Linked DNA regions of Gossypium hirsutum: region 1 is linked to region 2. A link is a contact called in public Hi-C data. All regions are on one chromosome and are shown on one strand. Each heading gives the region's core, a stretch centred on a gene start, on an enhancer-like site or on the middle of the called end of the contact. The rest is flanking DNA. Distances are from core to core; before and after follow the strand shown.

What was found. A called contact is a pair of places that touch in the nucleus more often than the background predicts.
Region 1: a Hi-C map of leaf shows a contact between it and region 2, with 3 times the contacts expected there. The contact joins the promoter of LOC107948174 here to the enhancer-like site in region 2. A contact is called at or near these places in 3 of 34 Hi-C or Micro-C datasets (all in leaf).

Annotation. Positions count from the first base shown.
Region 1 is chrA12:81,422,871-81,426,376 of Gossypium_hirsutum_v2.1, forward strand. LOC107948174 (cytochrome b561 and DOMON domain-containing protein At3g61750) reads right to left here and starts at 1,774. Exons shown (of 4, transcript XM_016882641.2): 1 at 1,206-1,774; 2 at 727-1,126; 3 at 369-646; 4 at 1-288. The coding sequence starts at 1,568. The coding sequence ends at 10.
Region 2 is chrA12:81,273,708-81,277,416 of Gossypium_hirsutum_v2.1, forward strand. It overlaps LOC107948182, which reads left to right. Exons shown (of 9, transcript XM_041082820.1): 8 at 1-50; 9 at 432-1,031. The coding sequence ends at 441. Among protein-coding and RNA genes, the nearest start is that of LOC107948182, 8.9 kb to the left of the region's middle. Within about 2 kb of position 1,399, at least 3 of the 9 cell types and tissues checked have an H3K27ac peak or open chromatin away from gene starts, as enhancers often do. A contact at or near this core is called in leaf, where this site is marked.

The sequences.
Region 1 (3,506 bases), core at 524-3,023, 150 kb after region 2:
CATGAGTTACTAAATTGTGTTCATTTGGAAGTTTGAAGGCAGATTGGACTTGTCTCTCCTTCTCCTCAGATAAGAGAATGTTTCTAAAACAATAACTACAAGTAGAGTTATGGCAAGAAGGAATCCATAGCCAATCTTCCAGTCATCCCCTGCGCCAGCGAATTGAATTCCCAGTACGATGTTTAAAGATCCGAAGAAAAGGGCCATCCGTCCGAAATAAAGGTGGTACCAGTTCCAATATCGACGGTACTTTGAATCTTTATTTGGCCGTAGGAAAAACGCCATTACCTGGAATCATATTTGTCACATTTCATCAGTATAAAAGAAGTATATCAGAGATGATTAATTGATAATCATGCATCGCAAACCTGAAGAATGCTAAGCACAAGAACAAAGATTCCTATGCCTCTATGTGCCGGGATATCGGCATTCATGCTTTGGTAAAGTTGTATACCGAGGAGTACGGATGCAAGTCCTAGGATGAACCCCAGGAATTGGATCACAGCATGAAGGTAATACCAGAGTGGATCTTTGTGCTTTAAGTATCTCGGGACCATTGCACCCGCTGGAAGAATTAAACCCCATGCCATTAAACCCAATATGCCATGGTTTTTCCTCTGGCTTGTGTCAATGTTTAAAACAGATGCTGCAAATGGGGTTGATCCGTGGTTATATCATGCTGCTTTTGAAAGAATGATGAGAACTAATAAGAGTTAGTATATGTACCTTGAGAGAAGTCGAACCAAACGGCGGTCTTATCGTCGTGTTTAGTTAAGTGGTGAAAACCAGTAGGGTACCTTGTTCCAAAAGCTAATAGAATTGGTTGTCGGCCAAGACGATGTTCGAACTTGGCTTGAAATGCCAAGTAAATCATGGCCCCATGAAGGGCAACAACCGGTGGAATACCGTTAAGGGGCAATTCACCTTTATCTGGTATGACTTGTGATACATGGGCACCCTGCAAGTAATACTGCTTGATCCTTGCATGACCTTTTCTATTAAACCATCCCACCATGGCACTAGATCCAAGCATCATCCCGTTCCTCGAAAAACCGATCCCAACCCATCCTGTCGTGTAGACCGCCGATAATATGATTGTCATTACATTATCTTCCCTCTGATGGTACTGCATACATAGTAAGCAATGATATAAGCTTAGTAAATGATTGGCTAATGGCTAATAAGTTGAAAGAAAAACAACTTACCCTCAAAACAAAGGTATTCCATATAGGTGAACACACCATTTTGGCAGTGGACATATTACCATAAGGTGGTCCAAGGAAACTTAGATCAGTACCACAAAGCTCAGATCTCCCATCTTCACCAGTACCGGCCGTAGTAATTGAACTATTGGTAAGAGGTTCATTCGTATCATGTTCAACCCGAACCTCCTCAAAACCGGCAACCACAAAATCTTTATGTACCGTACAAAGAAGGCAAAACCCAAGAAGGATCTTGGTAAAGGAAACAAAAAAACTTGGAATTGCCATTGAGATACAAGTGATCAAAGCGGTCTCAATGACAATGTGAAGAACAAGAAAAAAAAGTGTGAAGGTGAAGTTGTGCATAGTGGTTAAGATGTTTTTTTAAGTTTCTTTGAACTTAAGGTTGCAATTATATGGTTGTTGCTGGTGATGGTTGTTGTTGGTAATCATCATTCCCACCAGCAAACTCAAACAAATAAGCTTTTTTTTTTTGTCTTTGTGTTGAAATATTTTTTTGTATCCAAATGTGTTGAAGTATTTAGGTGGATTTAGATGGGTGTAATTTTAGCTACAAAGGGTTGGATGAAATGAAGTTGTTTTAAGGTAAACTGGTAAAATCTTAATAGTACTGTTGTTCTAAAGCCAATTTGCCTTCTAAAGTAAGCACTACCTTCCTAAACATTGATATGCTAATAAATATATTAATATATTAAAAAAACCCATAAAGTGGAAATCTAATTTAATTTTCTTAATTTTGTAAAATTAAACTATCATCACCCTCACGATTTAAGTAAAAGAACTTATGTAATAAATTTGTAATATATATATATATGCTGATACAAGATTTAGTTGATAGTTGAGTTGATCAATTCATATTTTTCCTGATATAAGTGATTAGAGTATGGAGAAAAAATTTTTCTCGTGAATAAAGAGATGTGAAAAAAAAGTGAAGAGTCTTGAGAGAGTAAACCCACCTTAAAGAGGGTCCTTACAAGAGTATATAAAGAGACTTTTTTTGAGCCGAATTCTGAATCATCAGAGTAAATCAAATTTTAGATCGAGTTATGATATATTCTATAATAATTCTATAATAATATATATATTAAATAATATAGCTTTAGTTCAAATTTTGACAAGATTATAGTGTTGTAGCTCTAATAGAGTTTTGAAGGCAAGATTTTATTTAATTTGCTTTACTTCACGAGATAGAATATATATATGTTTATCAATCATTCGATAACTCAACCTTAAAAAATAATAATAATGAAGAAGGAATTGAATCTTTTCAAAACCTAATTTTAGTTGCTATGTTGTGGTTTTTCAATTTGCTTTCTTACAACTAAACAATTAAATAAAGAAGAAAACGTTTTATTAAAAACAAAAAAAAAAGTTTTATGATTATTTATATTTTATAAGAACAACAATCATTTCACAATCAGCTATATTGCCATTGAAACTAAAATACTTGAAAACCATGAAATTAATTTTTCACTTAATTAATGCCCCATTGGTGAGATTTTTATGGCATTACTGGAGGAAAAAGAAGAAGCTAAAGAGACAGCCTGACTAATTGCAGATTAACCCTTGAACCATAATTTAATTTCCGAATAGGTCCTTCAATTTTTTTGTACAAAATAATCCTAAACTATTTATTTTGTCCTATTTTGCTAAAAAAAGTGTACGATTCTAATAAGAGAGTGTCATTGTCACATTCTTATTGGTTGATACCGTTTTTTAGGTTAAACCATGGTTTTTGAAATTGGGTCAACGATCGAACCAATTAAGTCACCAACTCTCAATTCAACTGTTTGCTCAATTTTAATTAAATAAATTATTAAATATAAAAAATTAAAAAGTTATTAAAAATTATAAAATCTGGTTCAATTAATTTTTTTATCTCGATTCATGGGTCAATTGATTCTCTCCCTTACCCCAAACTAATGTATTGGTTGGTTTCTAGTTCGGTCTTAACAAGTATGGGTCAAACTGAGCTAAAAATTGATAGTTAGAATCACTTCTAACCCCCAAAAAACTTTTAAGGACAAAAATGCAAATTTTAGTACAATTTAGGGACCAATTTGCTAATAAAACCAAAAAATTCCACTACCAATGCCATCTATCGTAAGTGATAAAATATACATCAATGAAGCTATATGAAACAAATTCAAGCCTCATAGTTTCCACAAACTGCTAATTAAATTAAAACTCTTTTCATCTTTGCAACTTGAATATATGTTCTTCACCACTTGCTTCATCAACTTCAACAATCCATTTGCTCTTACCGATACTACTCTTCTTCAT
Region 2 (3,709 bases), core at 149-2,648:
ACTTCTCAACGGTCTTCACAAGACCAACCTCCTTCACCCCACCTGCAAAGGTAATTTATCTTCTTGCTTGTCTAAGGTAGTTTCTTTTGAAAACTTTAGTAAAACCTGCCACCCTGAAAACTACTATGCATCTATCACGTTGCCCGACTGCTTTTGCTGGTCTAGCAACAGTGTAGATGGTGTAGTAATTTCTATGGCAGCTGCCGAGATAGCCTACTTGCTGCCACCCTCTTCCACGCTGGTGTTCTGGTTTTTGCAGTGGGTCGTCTCTTAGTAATAAACCTCAACACTAGTGGATATATATGTGGCAACAGAATTGTGTTCAAAATTGGATCATAATCTCTTTGAAGTTTTTTCCTTAAACATTCTAATTTCTCTCTTTTGTTTCAATTGGATTCTGTTACAATGCACTCATCTATTAATCTTATCAGGGGACTATGATTTTACTACCAGATGAGTGGCCCATACGAGTTAACAGTCGAAAGATGAGGATTCCCCCCACCCCCTTCCCTTTAGAAGGAAGAAACGACGGTGGGAGAATCTTACAACGCTAAAAGCCTCGCTTTACCTGGCGGTTTTTTTGTTCTCATCTCATAAAAGCAAGAAGTGCATTTTCTGATTTGGTTTTTTCTTGCAAGACGGTTGGTCACGCATGCTTCTTGGCTTGTGCTTTGTATGTACACTAACAAATGATAGAAATCATTTTCGGAGGTGCTCTGTTTTTGAAGATACGACAGGGTATTGGTGGAAACTGAAAAAGAATGCAGGACTCGGAAGGTAAAAAAAAAAAAAAAAGAGAAAAAGAGTTAAAATTTAGGGTTCTACACGATGTAACTGAAATAGGAGCTCCTTAGGATTACAACTGAGTTTTATATCATTTTATAAGAAAGTCTTAAATAGGGTTTTTTTCATTTTTGATCCTTATAATATTAGCTCTCTTTTTGTTAAACTTCCAAATGTTGAAAGTTACCAGTGTATTGATAACATTTTCCATCGTTAAAAGAAGATTAGAATTTACAAATTTTCAAAAACAGGAACCTAGTTGTGTTTATATGGTATGTTGTGTGTGTATAATTTAAATCCTTTTCTGTTAGATTTTGAGGTTCTTCAGTCGATTCTGAATTATCCTACATATTTGATTTTCGGGTTATGACCATTTCTGGTTTAGATCATTTTAAGCTTGGGTTATTCATTTCGGTCCCTTTAACCTGTGCAATCATATATCTACATATCTTACTTTAAAATAGATAGTTTTGGGTTTGGGTCACTTGGGTTATTTTGGCTGGCTATTGTTGGTCTAGTTGTTCGTTTGGTCCTTTCAACTTATGCAATTCCTTAAAATAGATAGTTTCGGGTTTTAGTTGTTTTTAGGTTTGGGTCATTGCTGGTCCAGATCATTTCATCATTCGGTCACCTCAGACTAGGGTCATTTATTTTGGCCCCTTTTAACCTGTATAGTCATATAGCCTTATATCTTACCTTAAAATAGATAGTTTCAGATTCAGATTTGGTTCAAATCATTTCAATATTTGATCACTTTACACTCAAGTATATATTTTATATATATATCTTACCTTGAAATAGATGCTTTCCCTCACATTTTCATGTGTTTGTATATAAAGTGTCACAATCATTTATTGTAATAAGGAATTTGCAAGATATAAGATTGTAAGCTGGGTTTTATTGTCCCTTGCTTTGGACCTACAATAAATTTAGCGGCTTAAAATTATCAAATTGTCTTTTAAAATTTCTTTTCCCACTTCAGTGTGAGACAAATTAATGAAAAAAAAAAGTTAAGTGAAAAGGTTTAATAGAGAAGTGGTCCATTTGTTTGCAATAATTTCAGTATTCAGTTTTCAAGTTAAACCTATTTGTAGGTCCTCCCCCGCTCTCTCATGCCACTTTTTAACCGCACTTTCATATTATATTTTAGTTATTTATATTTGAAAGATTATATTTTAGTCACTTACATTATTGTATTGTAATATTTTAGTTACTAAGCATTAATTGCCATTAACGGTGTAACAGTAAGTTGATGTGGCACATTAAATTATAATTTCAAACAAAAATTTTAGGTCAAAATAATACAATTAATACATATATCTTTTTCGTTTTGTATAATTTAAATTTTTTTTATGTTTTTTGAACTTTTTTTCCCCATTTTCCCTTTGTTTTCCTCCCTTTTCCATTTCTTTTAGCGTAGTTTTTCCATATTTTTTATTTGTTAAATTTAGTCCCTATGTTTTTATTTTTTGAACAAATTAATTTTTTTCTTTTTATTTCTTTATTTTCCTTTTCTTCTTTCCCGTTATTTTTCTCTCTTGTATTCTTCACTACAGAAACATAATATTTCCCTACTAAATAAACCAATTTCTTGTTTCTTTCATATGGCTCCTAAATTGAATTTCACTGAAAATTGAATATCAATCATTCTTAATCAAATCTCGATTTCAATATAACCTAATTTTGAAACTAAAATTGGATCTAACTATCACTATAAAAAATCACATCCTTAATCAAATCTAAACATAAATTGAATTCTTTATATTTAAAATAAATTGTTTCTGTTCCCAAACTTTTACAGAATCGTGTAGATTATTCATTTCCTTTTCTTTTATTTTTTGAAGAATAAAATTAAGCAAATGATAAAATTGATCTAAAACTTCTTGAATATTCCCAAGCAAGCTTGATTGGAAGCCAAGCATGGATGAATCGAAGAAAGAAAGGGAGCATGAAACCAAACTGGTTTGATTAAAGTTGGAGGTAAGTTTCGTATAGTGACCGTTTTAGTCATTGAGAGTTTAGAGCTCGTTTGAAAAATCCGTAAAACAACGTAGTTTTGAAAGGGTGAGAATGTTGTAGGTTAGATAGATAAGGTGGTCATGGGGGTTGGTTAGGAGGTTATAGGAACGGGCTCAGGAAACTTTGTTGAGGATGGACTGTCATAAGTCACGACTGGAAATGTCTTCAAGTGAGGTGAGCTTGTGGACTAGGTCATTGAGAGATCCATATTGGTTCGTTAAAGCGATGATGGATGATAAGGGTTTGTAATTGTGGGGTGAGAAAATGCGAAACAAGTTTTATTTTGGTTTCAACTTTTCTTTTTTCATAAACATAAAATAGAAAAACTACGTTAAAAGAGATGGAGAAGGGAGGAAAACAGAGAGAGAAGTAGAAGAGAATGAAAAAAAAAAGAAAAAAAAGGAAAGTTAAAAGAATATAAAAGAAAAAAAATAAATTGTTCAAAAAAAAAAAATGGGAACCAATTATACAATTTAACCTAAAATTTTTGTTTGAAATGATAATTTAACGTACCACATCAGCTTACTGTTGCACCATTAACAGAAATTAACGGCTCAGTGACTAAAATGCTACAACACGTTAACGTAAGTGACTTAAACGTAACATTTCAAACTTAAGTAACTAAAATGTAACCTAAGTTAAACAAAAGTGATTAGTTTGGTAGTTTACCCTTTGATTTATTTTAGTAGAACTCATATTTTCACTATACTATTTTTTATATAATGCTTAGAATTACCTATGATTTCTCTCCAATCCTTAAATAGGAGGATAAATGCATTTCAACGCGTTCAAACCCACATCTTCCTGCACTAGCAACAATACTGATGCCAATCGAGTTAAAACTCAATCAGCTCATTAGCATATAATTTATTACGAAATTATCAATTAAAAAATTACATTCTAATAA